2 separate regions of the Mus musculus genome follow, and region 1 is linked to region 2. The links are chromatin contacts, called in public HiChIP or PLAC-seq maps. All regions are on one chromosome and are shown on one strand. The core of a region is the stretch at or near the end of the contact, and the rest is flanking DNA. Distances in the headings are between cores, read along the strand shown. Region 1 overlaps Abcb1b (ATP-binding cassette, sub-family B (MDR/TAP), member 1B). Region 2 overlaps Abcb1a (ATP-binding cassette, sub-family B (MDR/TAP), member 1A).

What was found. HiChIP or PLAC-seq counts read pairs in DNA pulled down with a chosen protein or histone mark.
Region 1: a contact with region 2 is called in a BATF HiChIP or PLAC-seq map of CD8 T cells, with 8 read pairs. The contact joins two enhancer-like sites. A contact is called at or near these places in 4 of 15 datasets of contacts at CTCF or cohesin (the NIH/3T3 cell line, large pre-B cells, pro-B cells and 1 more), 7 of 484 Hi-C or Micro-C datasets (Th1 cells, embryonic fibroblasts, embryonic stem cells and 4 more), 3 of 115 datasets of contacts at active chromatin or transcription factors (CD8 T cells, effector CD8 T cells and memory CD8 T cells) and 3 of 9 other capture datasets (adipose tissue, embryonic stem cells and pancreatic islet).

What each region holds. Positions count from the first base shown.
Region 1 is chr5:8,837,462-8,845,085 of GRCm38.p6, forward strand. Abcb1b (ATP-binding cassette, sub-family B (MDR/TAP), member 1B) reads left to right here. Exons shown (of 28, transcript NM_011075.2): 21 at 130-333. Among named protein-coding and RNA genes, the nearest start is that of Gm5106, 43 kb to the left of the region's middle. Within about 2 kb of position 1,815, at least 29 of the 459 cell types and tissues checked have an H3K27ac peak or open chromatin away from gene starts, as enhancers often do. A contact at or near this core is called in CD8 T cells, Th1 cells and memory CD8 T cells, where this site is marked.
Region 2 is chr5:8,676,198-8,683,218 of GRCm38.p6, forward strand. The region is part of intron 6 of Abcb1a (ATP-binding cassette, sub-family B (MDR/TAP), member 1A); the gene reads left to right. Among named protein-coding and RNA genes, the nearest start is that of Gm31157, 16 kb to the right of the region's middle. Within about 2 kb of position 5,189, at least 14 of the 459 cell types and tissues checked have an H3K27ac peak or open chromatin away from gene starts, as enhancers often do. A contact at or near this core is called in CD8 T cells, Th1 cells and memory CD8 T cells, where this site is marked.

The sequences.
Region 1 (7,624 bases), core at 565-3,064, 160 kb after region 2:
TAGAAGTCAACCACTTTAGTAACTGGGAAGATAATTAGTATATTTGGATGAAAGTAAATAGCCCCAATTCATAAACATGCATTTTATGGTTAATTTTAAAATATGTCTCTAATTTGTTGTATTTTTCAGGCGATGGGCGCCAGGCTTGCTGTAGTTACCCAGAATGTAGCAAACCTCGGGACAGGAGTCATCCTCTCCTTAGTCTATGGCTGGCAGCTGACACTTCTACTTGTAGTAATTATACCGCTCATTGTATTGGGCGGAATTATTGAAATGAAGCTGTTGTCTGGCCAAGCCTTGAAGGACAAGAAACAGCTTGAGATCTCTGGGAAGGTGAGTCAAACTAAACGCAGTGCTTACCTGGCACAAAACAAAACAAAACAAAACAAAACAAAACAAAACAAAACAAAACAAAAACGACCCTTGGTGGTGATATTTAGCAATTCCCTGTCTGCTCTGGGGAGGGCCTTCAAACAATTCTTTGAGAAGAAACGTTAGCTCCCTGCAGAGCATAGCTGAGGGGAAGTGGGCAATGCATCTGTGTCTCAGAGACTGACTGACAGCTGCTTTTGACAGCTTTTCTGGTTTCAGTCATTGTCTCCACTTTCTCCTGGGTCCCCATCCAACCTGCTCCTTCTTTCTCTCCTTCTGTCTTTTCTCTCCCCCTTTCCTTCTCTCCCCCATCTTCTCTGTTGTTCTTTCTCTAAACCATTCCTTTCTCAGGAATGTAGACCTGCTTTGTTATGAATGACGCGGGACACTCATTATGGGACCGTCCACCTAGTGTTATTCTTTCTGTCTTAGATTATCTACCGTTCTTTCCCCTTTGTATGCCTCTTCCTCCCTCCCACATAGTTCCCCTTCACTCATCCCTCATTGATGTGCACACTCAGCTAAATTTTGTTCCACAGTTTGACAAATGCTTTTGAGGGACTTACTGGGTTTCCTGGCAAATGTTTTATTTCTTGCAATGAGACCCTGAGAGATATGTTCTGTTAGAACCTCATTTTTTTTCTAGGTGAGGCTGACAGATATGTAAGTGTGCCTTTCATGCCTTAGAGCCCATCACTCCTGGAGCCAGAATTCAAACTCAGGCTGCGGTACTCCAATTAGCTAGGAATCTACATTCTGTTATGATAGAGGTAGTCGTATAGCACACACTCTGCAGAAATGAGATTTTGGAAGAGCTGACCCCCTTCTCCCCCCCCCAGCCCCCAAAATGAGCCCAGTGTCTACTGGGGCTATATCTGCTGAAGGACAGTCCACATTCCCAAGACTTAGTGCCAGGTCCCCAGGGGGTGGGAAAGGTTTGGATACAAGCCAACCTATCCTTCAGATCTTTCAGTGGCTTCTAACCAGCTGCATGCAATCTGAGCTTTGTGCCCTAGTGCTTGATGACTGTTCTTCTCCTGCACTCCACTTCCTTCTCCACACTGCTGTGGCCAGCAGGGGCTTTTTGCCCCTTTCTGATTCCCTTGGACCTCACGGATGGCCTCTTTACATCATCCAGGTTTCTGAACTGCATTTTCAAAGGCCCTTCACACTGCCTGAGTGTGTGCTTCCTCCCCTCGGCCTCGAGGTTTCTCTTTTCTTTCTTTATTAATGAATGGTGTGACTTCCTTGCTAAAACCTAAGTTCCATGAAGCACGAGGCTGTCTCTGATGCTTTCCCTCTAAAGGAATGAGGTAAGCTTGAGGTTTCTGAGCAGTTCTGTGTAATGTAGAAGAACACGTATACTCAAGCATATGATGTTAAGAGCTGCTTGTATCCCAGCAACGCAGTGTCAGGGCCTTCTTACCTAGTGACAGTATGACGTCACAGACTGTTCATGTTTCCTGTGTTTGATGTCAGAGCCTCACTCACAGCGTCTGTGAAGTATGGGCCTGCTCATCATTTTCTGTCTATGATGTCAGAAGATGCTCATAGCCTTCACCCTGTCAAAGGCTTGTGCCTGTGTTCAGTCATGTTGCTAAGAACTAATGAGTATTTGTTGAAAAACAATGTAGTTTCTTTTTTTCAGTCTTGAAAGCCATAATTAAATTTGAATTCTGTTGAAGGCAGAAGGAGGATGGTGAAGAGGCTTATTCTTTTTTTTTTCAAAATCACACATTTTTTTTCCTGCAAAATTATTTTGTAAACAATACTTTCTGAAAGAAACCGCTATTTTTACTCTTTCAGCTAAAAGTTCTTTTTGTGTGGGGGAGGATCACTTAGTTTTAAAAACTTGTAGAGAATGAAGCCTAATTAAGAGTCCACATTTAAGGCTTTTCCTAATTGCTTCATTGTGCCTTGAAATGAAGAGATTGTCCCATGAAGTCTGTGCTGTAAAGCCTCACTTTCATCAGCAGTATGCACACTGAGAAAACATGACATTCTCAGACTCACCGCAGCCACGGCATCCTTGCCTCAGAAAGTGATGTGCAGGAAATCTTTATCTTTGTTGATCTGACCATGGATCTTGTTTTCTGTCACACATTGCTGTGGTTTGTACAGTGGTCCTTCTAACCCCGAAAGCTCTTCTATTATTTGAACAGTTATAATTACAAATACTTGTAACGTATCTTACTAAGATAATCTGAATAAATTCTTTTCTCTAGCATCTTTTCCTTACTGTCAGGATTTTTAAAAAAAATACATATATATTTGGTGTGTGAGTATGCAGTTGTATGTGAGCATGGGTGCCTGTGCATATGTATAGGAGGTAAGAGGTCAGCATCAGGGGTGTACTGGCTAGTTTTGTGTCAACTTGACACAGCTGGAGTTATCACAGAGAAAGAAGCTTCAGTTGGGGAAATGCCTCTATGAGATCCAACTGTAAGGCATTTTCTCAATTAGTGATCAAGGGGGAAAGGCCCCTTGTGGGTGGGACCATCACTGGCCTGGTAGTCTTGGGTTCTATAAGAGAGCAGGCTGAGCAAGCCAGGGGAAGCAAGCCAGTAAAGAACATCCCTCCATGGCCTCTGCGTCAGCTCCTGCTTCCTGACCTGCTTGAGTTCCAGTCCTGACTTCCTTTGGTGATGAAAAGCAATGTGGAAGTGTAAGCCGAATAAGCCCTTTCCTCCCCAACTTGCTTCTTGGTCATGATATTTGTGCAGGAATAGAAACCCTGACTAAGACAAGGGGTCATTTCTCAAAAGCCATCTGCCTTGTCTTTGAGTTGGAGACCTTGAGCCCACTGATTAGGCTACGCTGGCCGGGCAGCAAGGATCCCCTGTCTCCTTCTCTAGTGCTGAGATTGCAAGTAAAGTGAGAGAGGAAGTGTGTGTGTGTGTGTGTGTGTGTGTGTGTGTGTGTGTGTGTGTGTGTGTTGAACACATCCAGAGAATGGTCTGCTATAGCCACACCTTCAGATTTAAATGAACTTATAAAGTGTACAGCTAACAAACCAAAGTAAAAGAACAGTAGCGAATAGTAGACAGGTGGAAGCAACAGATAATTGACAGAGTGTATCTAATAAGGTACTGAGAACATACAGCCATAGTGATTGATAGGCCGAGAGAGCAAATGGAGGTAACATCAAATCGGGACGTAGAATACTGAGCTTCTGCTGTCAACTGTGGAAGAAGCAGCCACGCTGGAGTTGCCAGCTGAGTCTCTGTAAATGAGCTTCGTCCAGAGGACTGGGTTAGATCTGATGCCCTCTTCTGGTTTCCCTGGGCACTGCATACAAGTGGTGCATGGACATACATGCAGGCAAAACACACACCAATACACATGGAATGATTTCTTTTTAAATTTACTTTTCAAACTTAGATAATTTGTATAGGATTCAGTGAAAAATAAGGGGAGTTAATACTTTGTGGATTATTCTATGACTTATTATAGTTAGTTGGATGTATCCTTATTAACATAAGTTCTGACCTATGAAAGAGCCCGTGAGAAAAACATGTGAGCCTGTAAGAGCTGGTGAGAAAACTTGCTGTCTTACAGTTTTAGAGTTAAAGAGATCCTCGAGACCATCCATCCTTCCCCTGTCATTTCACAGATGAGAAGTGTGAGAGTTTCGTGGCTGAGAAATTGAAATCTCATTAGAGATATTTGTATTTTTAACATCTCCACTTTCCATTGTCCACACTATAAAAGGTGGCAAGGAATGTACATTCTAAACAGATATCCTTGCTAGAGTTATATGTTACTCAAACATAATGGGGTGACAGAAACTTGGGGAAAGTATGTCTGCCACATTCCTCAAAAATAGTTTATTTTCAAATACCACTAATGGTGTTAATGAAAAACAGCAAAGAATCGAACAGCAATGCAGTAAGCCATAAAACTTTAAACATGATGAGTTTGAGGCCAGCCTAGTCTACAAAGTGAGTTCCAGGATAGCCAGAGCTATACAGAGAAACCCTGTCTCGGAAAACAAAAACAAAAACAAAAACAAAAACAAAAACAAACAAAAAACCTTTAAAGATGAATAAGAGGAAACAAAATGTAACAAGATTATAGACTCTAGTATATGTCTTTTAATAATAACTCTAAATGTAAATGGTCTTAATTCTACAATTAAAAGACAGACTGGATGAATGGATTTAGAAGCAAGATGCAACAATATGTAAGCAAAACAAAACAAAAACCTCACTGACAAAGTCTGCAAGTGAAAGGTTAAAAAACAATAGTCCAAGCAAATGGAATAGGAAACCAAGAAGGTTTAGCCACACTCATAGCTAAGAAAAATAGGTTAAGGAAAATCACAATACTTAAAGAAGATTGCTATTTATTAAGAGAATAATTTGTCAAAGTATAAGCTTATATGCACCATGTATCAGAACATGGACCCAAAAGGAGATTTGAACCTCCAATGCACTAGTAGTTTGTCCCCTCTCTCTGATACATTATCTAGATTTAAAAGAATTAACCAGTTGGTATTCTTTGATCACAGCAGGAGAAACTCCAAAAGCAATGCTAAGAAGAACACTTATTGCAGTGAGTTCCTATGCCATAAAGAGATAGAAATGAGAGCAAACCAAACCAAAACAAAAGAATGATGATCAGGACGCAAGCCAGTGGAAGAGACTATAAAAGAGAACCATAAAGGGACAATGAGGAAAGATGGCATAAAGGGACAATGAGGAAAGATGGCTCTGTGGGTAAGAGCACTCACTGCCTTTCCAAAGACCCAAGTTTGGTTCCCAATCCTGACATCCGACAGCTCACAACTGCCTGTAACTCCAGCTCCAGGGGATCCAACACCCGTTCCTGGCCTCCACGGGAACCAGCACACACATAACACGCATAGACACATACATAAAAATAAATCATTAAAGATTAAACTAATTAAACAAAGAGATAGTGTTTAAAAAAGGTCAAATTGCAAAACACTCAATTAGTCAAAAGAAAGATCCAAATAAATAGAACTTAAAAAGGAAAGAGTATGCATAATACTACTGGAAACTTGGAGGATCATTGAGGGGTTTTTAAGTATTTAAGCTTTAAATGTTTTTATTACTTAAAGTTTGTGTGTGTGTGTCTGTGTCTGTGTTTGTGTGTGTATGTGTGTGTCACGGAGTCCATGGTGTCAGTTACCTCGGGAGCTGGAGTTACAAGTGGTTGTGAGCCACCTGGTGAGATTATTGGGAATTGAATTTGAGTGTTCTGGAAGAGCAATACGTGCAATTGACTGCTGAGCCATTTCTCCAGCCCTGTCAGAGCATATTTTTAGTGAGGAAAAAAATGCTTATAATGTAGCAAATTTAGAAGAAGTGGAATAGTTTCTGGGCAAATATGGCCAACTGAAATTGAATCTAAAAAAAAAAATTAAGAAACTAAGTATAATGAAAAAATGAGATTTAATGATAATAAGTCTCCCAACAAAAAGTTCTCTGTACAATGTATGAGAAAGGGAAGAAACCTCTGTACTCATTCTGTGAAGCTAAGAAGCTAGCATTACCCAACTACTAAAACCTGATAAGAACAAAACAGACAGAACAAAAACAACCCCACAGAACAGCAACCTCCCCTACCTTCCAAAACCTGCAAAAATCCCTCCCAAGCTATATGAATGCATAGTAAATACGAATGCTGGGTAAGAAAAGCCTCTGCCGACAACAGGCACAGCGAATGCTTGTGATCCGGACTTTTCTGATACAGGAAGACTGATAGCTGTCAATCTCTGCTAACAAGTTAAAGACACTCTAGGCACATAGTCAGATGCTGTCTCAAGAAATCAAAACAGGAAATGTGGTCTGTGATAGAGTTAGGATCATCCCTAGGATGCAAGAGTAACTCAGCATGCACCACTGAGAAGTGACGGACATGAGTAATCACAGAGTTGTCCAAGGACATCCAGACACAGCAGTCAAGAGAATCCCACATACCTTCTCAATGAAAGGCTTTAATTAGTATAGAAGAATCATATCTCAACATACAAATGATTGTACAAGGCAAATATAATAGCTAATACAGATACCTAATAGCTAATATATAAATATATAATAGTATACAAATATATAATAGGTGATAATATAATAATGGAAAAAACAAGATGTTTCTTAAAAATCAGGAGTAAAATAAGGATAACTAATATATTACTGTTCAATTTTAGCTATAGAGATCACACCTGAGAAAAAATATAGGAAAGAAGTGTAAGAGGAAAAAATAGGGAAGAATTGAAATCCTGCTTTCCACATATATAGAACAGAAAAAGACTTTGCTGAAAGACCAGAACTGGCGAATTTACTAGAGAAGCATTTACGAACACAAGATATGTTGCAAATATAAGTATCAGTTCTTCACAGTAACCAAAACTTCATGAAGACAAATTAGGAGTCCCATTCCTAATAGATACAACAAAGTCCCTAATAACTCTGATTCTTAAGAATTTTAACGCTGTAGTGAAAATTAATGAAAGAAGTCAAAGACAGTACCAGGAAAAACAGCTGCCTGTGTCCATGCATCAAGGGAAATGATATTCAGAGTCCATATTACTCAAAGAAATTTGCAAATTTATTTTCTGCAGCCATGATACAGAAGGGATGAAAGGTTAATATATGGTATATGTGTATTATAGAATATCATTCAGCCACAACGAAAGTTCTGTTACTCGCAGGAAAGTAAAATTGGAGGATGTCGTGTTAAAAGAGACATCAAGCAAATGTATGCTTTCTTTCCTGTGCAAAATATATGAAAAGATGAGAGAGGGGAACTGTGGGACTGGGAGGGGTGAGGAGGGACGGTAGGAGAGTGGACACACTCGATCTGTGAATATATGAAAAAGCCATAGGATCCTGCTCATTTCTACATTAATTTAATGGCAAGCAGCACTTGCTCTCTTTGACCTAGTGTTTGTACATTCCAGAAAATTTCCTAAGTAAATTATTTAATATTGATAACTGCTCACATTCAAAGATATCTATGGAAATGCTGATTTTAATAAGAATTGAAAGCAATGTTGAGGTTGTCTATTATACCAACTCTACATGGATTTAATAACCTTGGAAAATGCTCTTTATTTTTATCAAAAACAGTATAGAATGCAGAATGTATTTTATTATTAAAGATGTGTATAATTGGAGGGAATCAAGGTTTAAGTTAATGTGTAAAATGATAATATGTAACATTTTCTTTTGTAACATATCCAAGATATTATTTTTTAAAACAATGGGATTTATGAAGAGAAAATATT
Region 2 (7,021 bases), core at 3,939-6,438:
CTTTAACATTTGGAATTTTGTTTTTATTTGATGCCAGAGATTAAACCCAAGGCCTTGCATGTCAACATCTAAATTTTAGGTCTCTTGTGCATGCAATGATTCATTTCCCTAGAAATAGTCATACAAACAATGATACAAACATTTATGGAATCGTTGGTATTTGACATTGGCCATGGAAACTATTTCTTTTTAGTTCCAAAGAACCCATAACCTACCCGAGGTAGGGCTACTTGAATCCTGTTAATACAAATAATGGTTTGAGCTGGAAGTTTTTTATTTTTTTTAAGTAATATAAAATTTATATGCTTCCCCCACCTTCATAATATTCAAACAGCTTATAAGAATATCCTGTGCCAACATTGACCTGTCATATCTCCTTTGTAACATTCACTGATAAAAAGCCCTCAATGCCTTCTGAATTCCTTAGTTCCTGTACACTCTATAATTTGCAGCAAATTATGGAGTTGGCTATCTCATTGACTTCTAGTCGAAGAGGTTCATCGTTCATTGGTCTCTGGTATCTTGGCAAACACAATACATGCATTTTTGTCATTCTAACCTCACCCAGTGTTTCGTGAAGCCTGGATACAATCAATACTCTAACACTGTGACAGGTATTAACTCTGCTGTGTACCTAGTATGGAGGGACAGTGGTTGAACTCAGCTGTCAATAAAAAAAATTATTCAAGTGTTGAAATTTGACCCAGTTTGGGAAGAGACTATCACATAACTTCTTGAAGATAGAAGGGCTGACTTCTGATGAGCAACAACAAACTAAACACATTACATTTGTCAGTTTTTCTTTGCTGTGACACATACCTGAGAGGAAGAATTTGAACAAAGGAAGGAACTATCTGATTTATTTCTACCTACAGTTTCAAAGGTTTTATTCAACTTTTGTTGGATTAGTTGCTTTAGAGCTAAGAAAAAGTAGAGATTAGGGTAGCAAGAGGATATATGGTCAATGGGCTTTTCACCTCATAGTGCCAGGTGAAGGGACACACACACATACACAGAGCAGGGCAGGGGAGGGGGTGGGGAGAGAAAGGGAAACGGAGAGAAAGGGAGAGGGAGAGGGGGAGGGAGAGGGGGAGGGGGAGGGGGAGGGGGAGAGGGAGGGGGAGGGGGAGGGGGAGGCTGAGGGGGAGGGGGAGGGGGAGGGGGAGAGGGAGAGAATCCAAGGCCAAAGTACTCCTCAAAGGCTGCTCTCAGTAATTTTGCTTCTAGGTTTTTTTTTTTTCCAATTAGTCCCCATCCCTAAAATTTCCATCCTCTCCCAGAATGTCACCAAAATTGTGAATTGATCAGTGGATCAATCCACAACTCAGGTTAGGGCTATCTTTATCTATTCATTTCCACCAACAAAACATGAGACTTTTCAGGGAGACTTTATACTATGTCTAAACCATACCATTTTATTGTATCTAGCGGCCTTTTGTCCAACTCTATTATGTCTTATATTGCTTTATTTCTCCATCACCCGACATAAATTGTTTCTGATTCCTTTAAGGGCACAAGTGGTCTCTTCTGACAGACAACTACTTAGTCTAAGTTTACCTAAGCCACTCAGGCATAAGGATAGAGAGCACTATGGTCCAAGGGCTTATGTCTTTCAAAACGAATGAGGACATTCTAACCCTTGATGTAAGGGTATTGGTAGGCTTTGGGAGGTAATTGGGTCTTGAGGGTGGGATCAGTACCAGTATGAAAGTGGTAGAGTTAGAACAGCAGGTTGGTCAGACAACAGGCACAAGTCTTTGGAGGAGAAAGCAGCACTGGTGGAAGTTTATGGCTGTCAGATTATCTGTGCCTCTGGCAGTAAACCTGCTGTGCTGAGAGCAGCTTCCTATCTGGACAGATGCTTGGGAGATACGTCAGCTAGGAAATTTGTCCAGTTTCTCTTGCTTGTGGTTGATAGTGCTTTCTGTACTTGGAAATCTGGAATCCTAATGTTGTAGAGCTAAGGGGGCCTTGTAGATCATATATGTCTACGGCTTACTATGCCTTTGCAATCAGAAAACCCTCTAGGTAGTGACATCTCTCATGAAATCTCATCAGGAAAAATATCTCAAAGAGAGCACAAAGAGAAAGGACTAGGAGCTCAGAGCTGAGGTCTCTGCTCTGAGAGTCCAGCCTTCTGTGGCCCAGATATAACCGGTGTCTAAAGTCTGCTTCATACACAGTATTATCTTACTAACTCCTTGACATGCTCCCACTTCTGCCTGGTTTTGTCCAGTTCTTCACATATTGTCACAGTGAATTTTTCAAAAACAGAAACCAGTTCACTTCCACCCCTATGGTTTTCCATAATGTGGAATAAGTTTAATTTGTATTCAGTGGCTCATGTAGTGTGGTCTGCTCTTTCCCACCTGTCCATAAATCTCATTACTCATGGGTTCCTTTCTGTTCTCCAGGACCTTCCAGTCTCTTTTTTTACTTTATATTACTATTATATTAAAGGGGCAGTTCAGACCCTGCTTGTCTATTCATGTCTGCACTTCTCACCCCAAAGGTACCATAACATCACGACTGTGCTTAGTTATTTATTGGAAGTGATTACTTTAAAATTACCTTGTTCATTGGTTGCTTTGCTTGCTTATCATGGCTCCTTGGGTAGGAAAAAATGGCATAAGGGATAAAAAGGAAGTTTGTGGAAAACTTGGCTAGAGGTGGCTTGAAAAAAAGTCTTAGTTTATGTTTATAGGAAAGCATTTTCTCCCCTAAAACTGCCTCTGGAATAGTAGAATTGTTTCATTATACAAAAACAAAACAAAATAAAACAAAACAAAACAAAAACAAAAAACAAAGAGAGAAAAGAAAAACACTTTTACTATAACTTCACTTAGCAGTAAGGAAAAATGTCCAGGGTATTCATGTACTTTCCCCACCTTTTTGGTTTTCCTTTATAATTTTTATCTTATTTATTTTATTTTTGAGATTATAATATAATTATATCACTCCTCCCTTTCCTTTCCTCTCACTAAACCCTCTGATAGGCTCCTCCTTCAAATCTATGACCTTTTTCATCAATTGTTACACATATGTATATACATACATACTCATAAATACATAAGCTCATGTAACACCTTTTTACTTATAGTTTTCCTAAGAGCTTAGTAATTGACATTTCTAAACATTTTGAGGTACTTTATTTGGATAAAATTGTATCATGATGTGATGGCATGTAAAGAGCATGGGGTGTAGTTTAGTCATACTATGTGCACAGTGGTGCCTGTAGAATCAAGTCAGTAACTTGATTCTACCAAAGGCCATCCCGTACCACATAGATTGGTCCACTGTTTTCATTTTTAACCTTATCTGACACTTAACATTACACGTAGAAGAATACTTGCATGGATTATTTTTGATAAATTATCTGGCATGGGTGATGGCTTTATGAGAGTATTTGTTCATCTTTGGAACAGGCTAGGTTACAGTAGACACAACTAGCTGAATGTGGAGATACAAAGAGAAAATGTAGCCCAGTTTTTCCCAGTTTGCACTTAGGTGAACCAGAGCGGACAGACAGACAGAATCTTGGAAGCTTCTGTTCTACATTGACTTAGCAATTTTACTCATGTGTCAAAAAATTACTATAAAATTCTATGACAAGGAAGGCTAGGCAAAGCAATCTGATGAGTAGGTCACTTTTTCTTTTATTCTTTCTTTTTTGGCTTATTTGTGAAGGAAAAGTATTTTCTTGGGTGAAAGTTACTAAAGAATATCCAGGTAAAGGAGGAAAAATGAAAAAAAAAAACACTGCTGAAGAAAAAAATAGATAAAATACTCAGAGAGCAGCAACTTGCTTGGTGTGCTCAGATGTGGGGCTCTTTGGAATGAGCACTGTAGAAGGTAGGGATGACGAAGTGTTGTGAGTTAACGCTGGAAATTTGTGTGGTGGTGAATGTGGGTATTTCAGAACCCAAGTGTCCTAAAAATAACTTATTTTATACAATGCAATTTAAACTCTGAGTCCCTTGTTATCTAAAGTGGTTACTGTTTAGGGTAGGGTAGATGTTTTACTGTGGCTCTCACCTTTGACTGGTTTGTTTGAGAGACCCAACTTACCTGTGCTTTCTAGCCTCATGCTGGGGATTGAACCAAGGCTAACCAAGGCACATGGGCAAGCTCTAAGGCCGAAGTACACTCTAACCCCACAACATAACAGATGAGTAAAGACCAAATCATGTTTAGCCCCATCGAAAACAGAATTGACTCAAGCCTATTGTCTCCCTCTGTTGGGAGCACTGGAGGTATTCAACTCCCTCTGAATTTTGTCTGGTCCAAGGAGGCTCTTGGTGCTATCCTATGGGTGTCTTCTTGATGAACTATGCAATCATTCCTTTTCTGAATTCTCACTCGGGTCTGCATAGCTGGCTTCTTATTCCTGGACCATTCAGTGTCTAGACTTTTACCAATTACTAACAGCATCTCTTCTTTAAGACATTAAGAAAATATTTTTGAGTCGTAAAAACTGGAACTTTGTCCCATGAATTTAAATGGTATTTGGCTTTGGTCATTTTCCTCCCCAGATCTTAAAGAGTTTGGACACACAAAAGCCAACAAGAAATCTATATACATCCTATTATTTGTTTGTTTGTTATGACAGCTGCTCTCTGATGGACCAGTGATAGCATAGCTCCATAGCTACTAGAATGAGAAGAAAGAGATGGGGTTAAAACACTTAGAAGATCATGGTTAAACTTTCAAAAAGATCGTTGTGCTGTGTATAGTGTCTACTATGGAAAGATTGCAAAGGGATAAATATGGTTATATGTCACAGACTTTAACCTTTTTGTAGCATGAACTATCACTGAGGATTGTAAGTGAAGTAGAATGATTATATTGTCATTTCCAAAGATGAGATATGATGACACCATGAATGAGATGCTTTGAGAGGATCCATCAGTTAGGATGATCTGTTCCAGCCGAGGATAAGATGCTGAGGAAAGGGCAGCTGAGATCACATGCTCAAGAACTGTACAGGATAAAGACAGTCAGAAATCCCCACAGTGATACCAGAGGGGCTCATGAAGCCCCACCCCTACCCGAGGGAATGCTACATAATTGATGGCTTCTGGGTAAGAGGCCTCAATGCTCATCAGGAATGCAAGCCACAAGAGGCTACCTATGCTCCAGTAGATGGCCCTACACACACAGTCATACAGGCATCACGAAGTGACTCAGTGGGTTTTTAAAAAGAGCACATGAAATTAGAAGGTGATAGTGCTGGGAGGAACAGAGAAGCAGCCCTGACTCAGCTTGGCCCTGCCGGCTCATCTCTGAGCTGCTCCCTTATCCTCTGTCAGACCCTTTTACTTTCCCCCAAGTGTTTAGGCTTGGTCTGCTATTTCCTCTCTATGTGCCATCCTGTTTTTATAGCTAGGAAGAGATGGCTTTTTTTTCTCTCCCAAATTTAACTGTGGTCTCTAGCATATGATTCCTTAGTACTTATATCTGAACTCACCCCCGACCCCCACCCCAAAAACTGACCAAGCACAATCTAGACACTTACTAGACATCTTCAGTCAAATGCACAGCTGCTATAAAATAAAATGTTCAACATTCAACTAGTAATCTCCCTTGATTTTTCTAGACCAGTTAGTTCTTTCAGGTTTCCTATTTGAAACTCACATTTTCAGGTGGTTGGGCTGTGGTCTTGATCAACTTTATTTTTACTCTCTACTTACACCCCCTCTGTTGGAAGACCCTCTAGCTTCCTCCTCGTTGAGCCTTGTGCTCTCCCCCTTTTCTCTTCCTATTCAGACCAACTTTCCCTATATTCTTATAAAAGCCAAAGCCTCTAAATTTTATTCTTAAAAGTATACATTGCTGAACTCTAAAGCTTCCTGGGTCACACTTCTGATTATATCCACTTTAGTTCACTCCAACTGAGTGTCTGCTAGTCTGTCTGTATATTCCACAGTTACCTAGTTCAGACTACCTTTTCAACCACGTATCCCCTTTCTATGAGCACACCACCACACTTCCTTTTCCCATCAAAATTTGGACACTCCTTTTTCATATGTGTTACAGACCTTCAGGACATTCTGCTTAGTTTGCCAATGGCACTTTTATTTATTTTCACATCTGTCAAATCAGATTTGTCTTCATGAGTCTTTCACATACTGTAGCCCTTTTCAGTGATTTTGAGGTTTAAAGTGTTCCTCTACTGTCTTAATTGTGCTGATTTCTTCTATAATATATTCATCATAAATATCTACATATTATACCACAGTGTATGCATCATTGCTTCTAACAGTAGAGTACTGTAGACAATGAAAATCTCAACTGACATTGAGATTCAATTTATAAAGAAACTAAACAGTGTACACATGTGTTTATATGTATACGAATATACTTGAAACACTTGAAAATAACACACATAAAAATATTGAGTAGTCGTTAGGTTCCCAAATCTGGACCATGGCCTTGGTTGACCAGTCCTGTGGTGTATGCTCAATAAACTATCTCTGTCCAACTGAAAAAAAATTGAGTAGTGATAATTTGTGTTTATAGGGGTAGTAAAGTTATGAAAGAGTTTTAAGCATATTAAATTCAAACTCGGTATTTCTTAGTATTGGATGATGCTTGTCAACGTTGTATATTACACTTGAATTTATATTATATGTAATAAAATCACATGCAGTAACTTCTAAATAAAAATTAAAGTGCTGAAATGGGGCTGGAATATAGCTGAGTAGGTAGAGTGCTTGCCCAGCACGCACAAGGCTCTGGGTTTGTACGTTCAATTTCCAGCACCACATAGATATTGAGTATAGAGGTTCCATTCTGCAATCCCAGTACACAGAGGCAGAGGCAGAAGGATCATAAGTAGAAATGAGTTTGAGAACCTAGATGACATGATATCCAGTCTCAAATGAACAGACAAACACGTAGAGAACTGCATTGTTAGTTTTTAAGTGTATACTTGAGAGTCAGGGATGCAGTAATATTTATCACCGTGTTTCCTCTGGCAAATATATATCACTGAATTTAGGTTGTACGTGGTCGCACACAG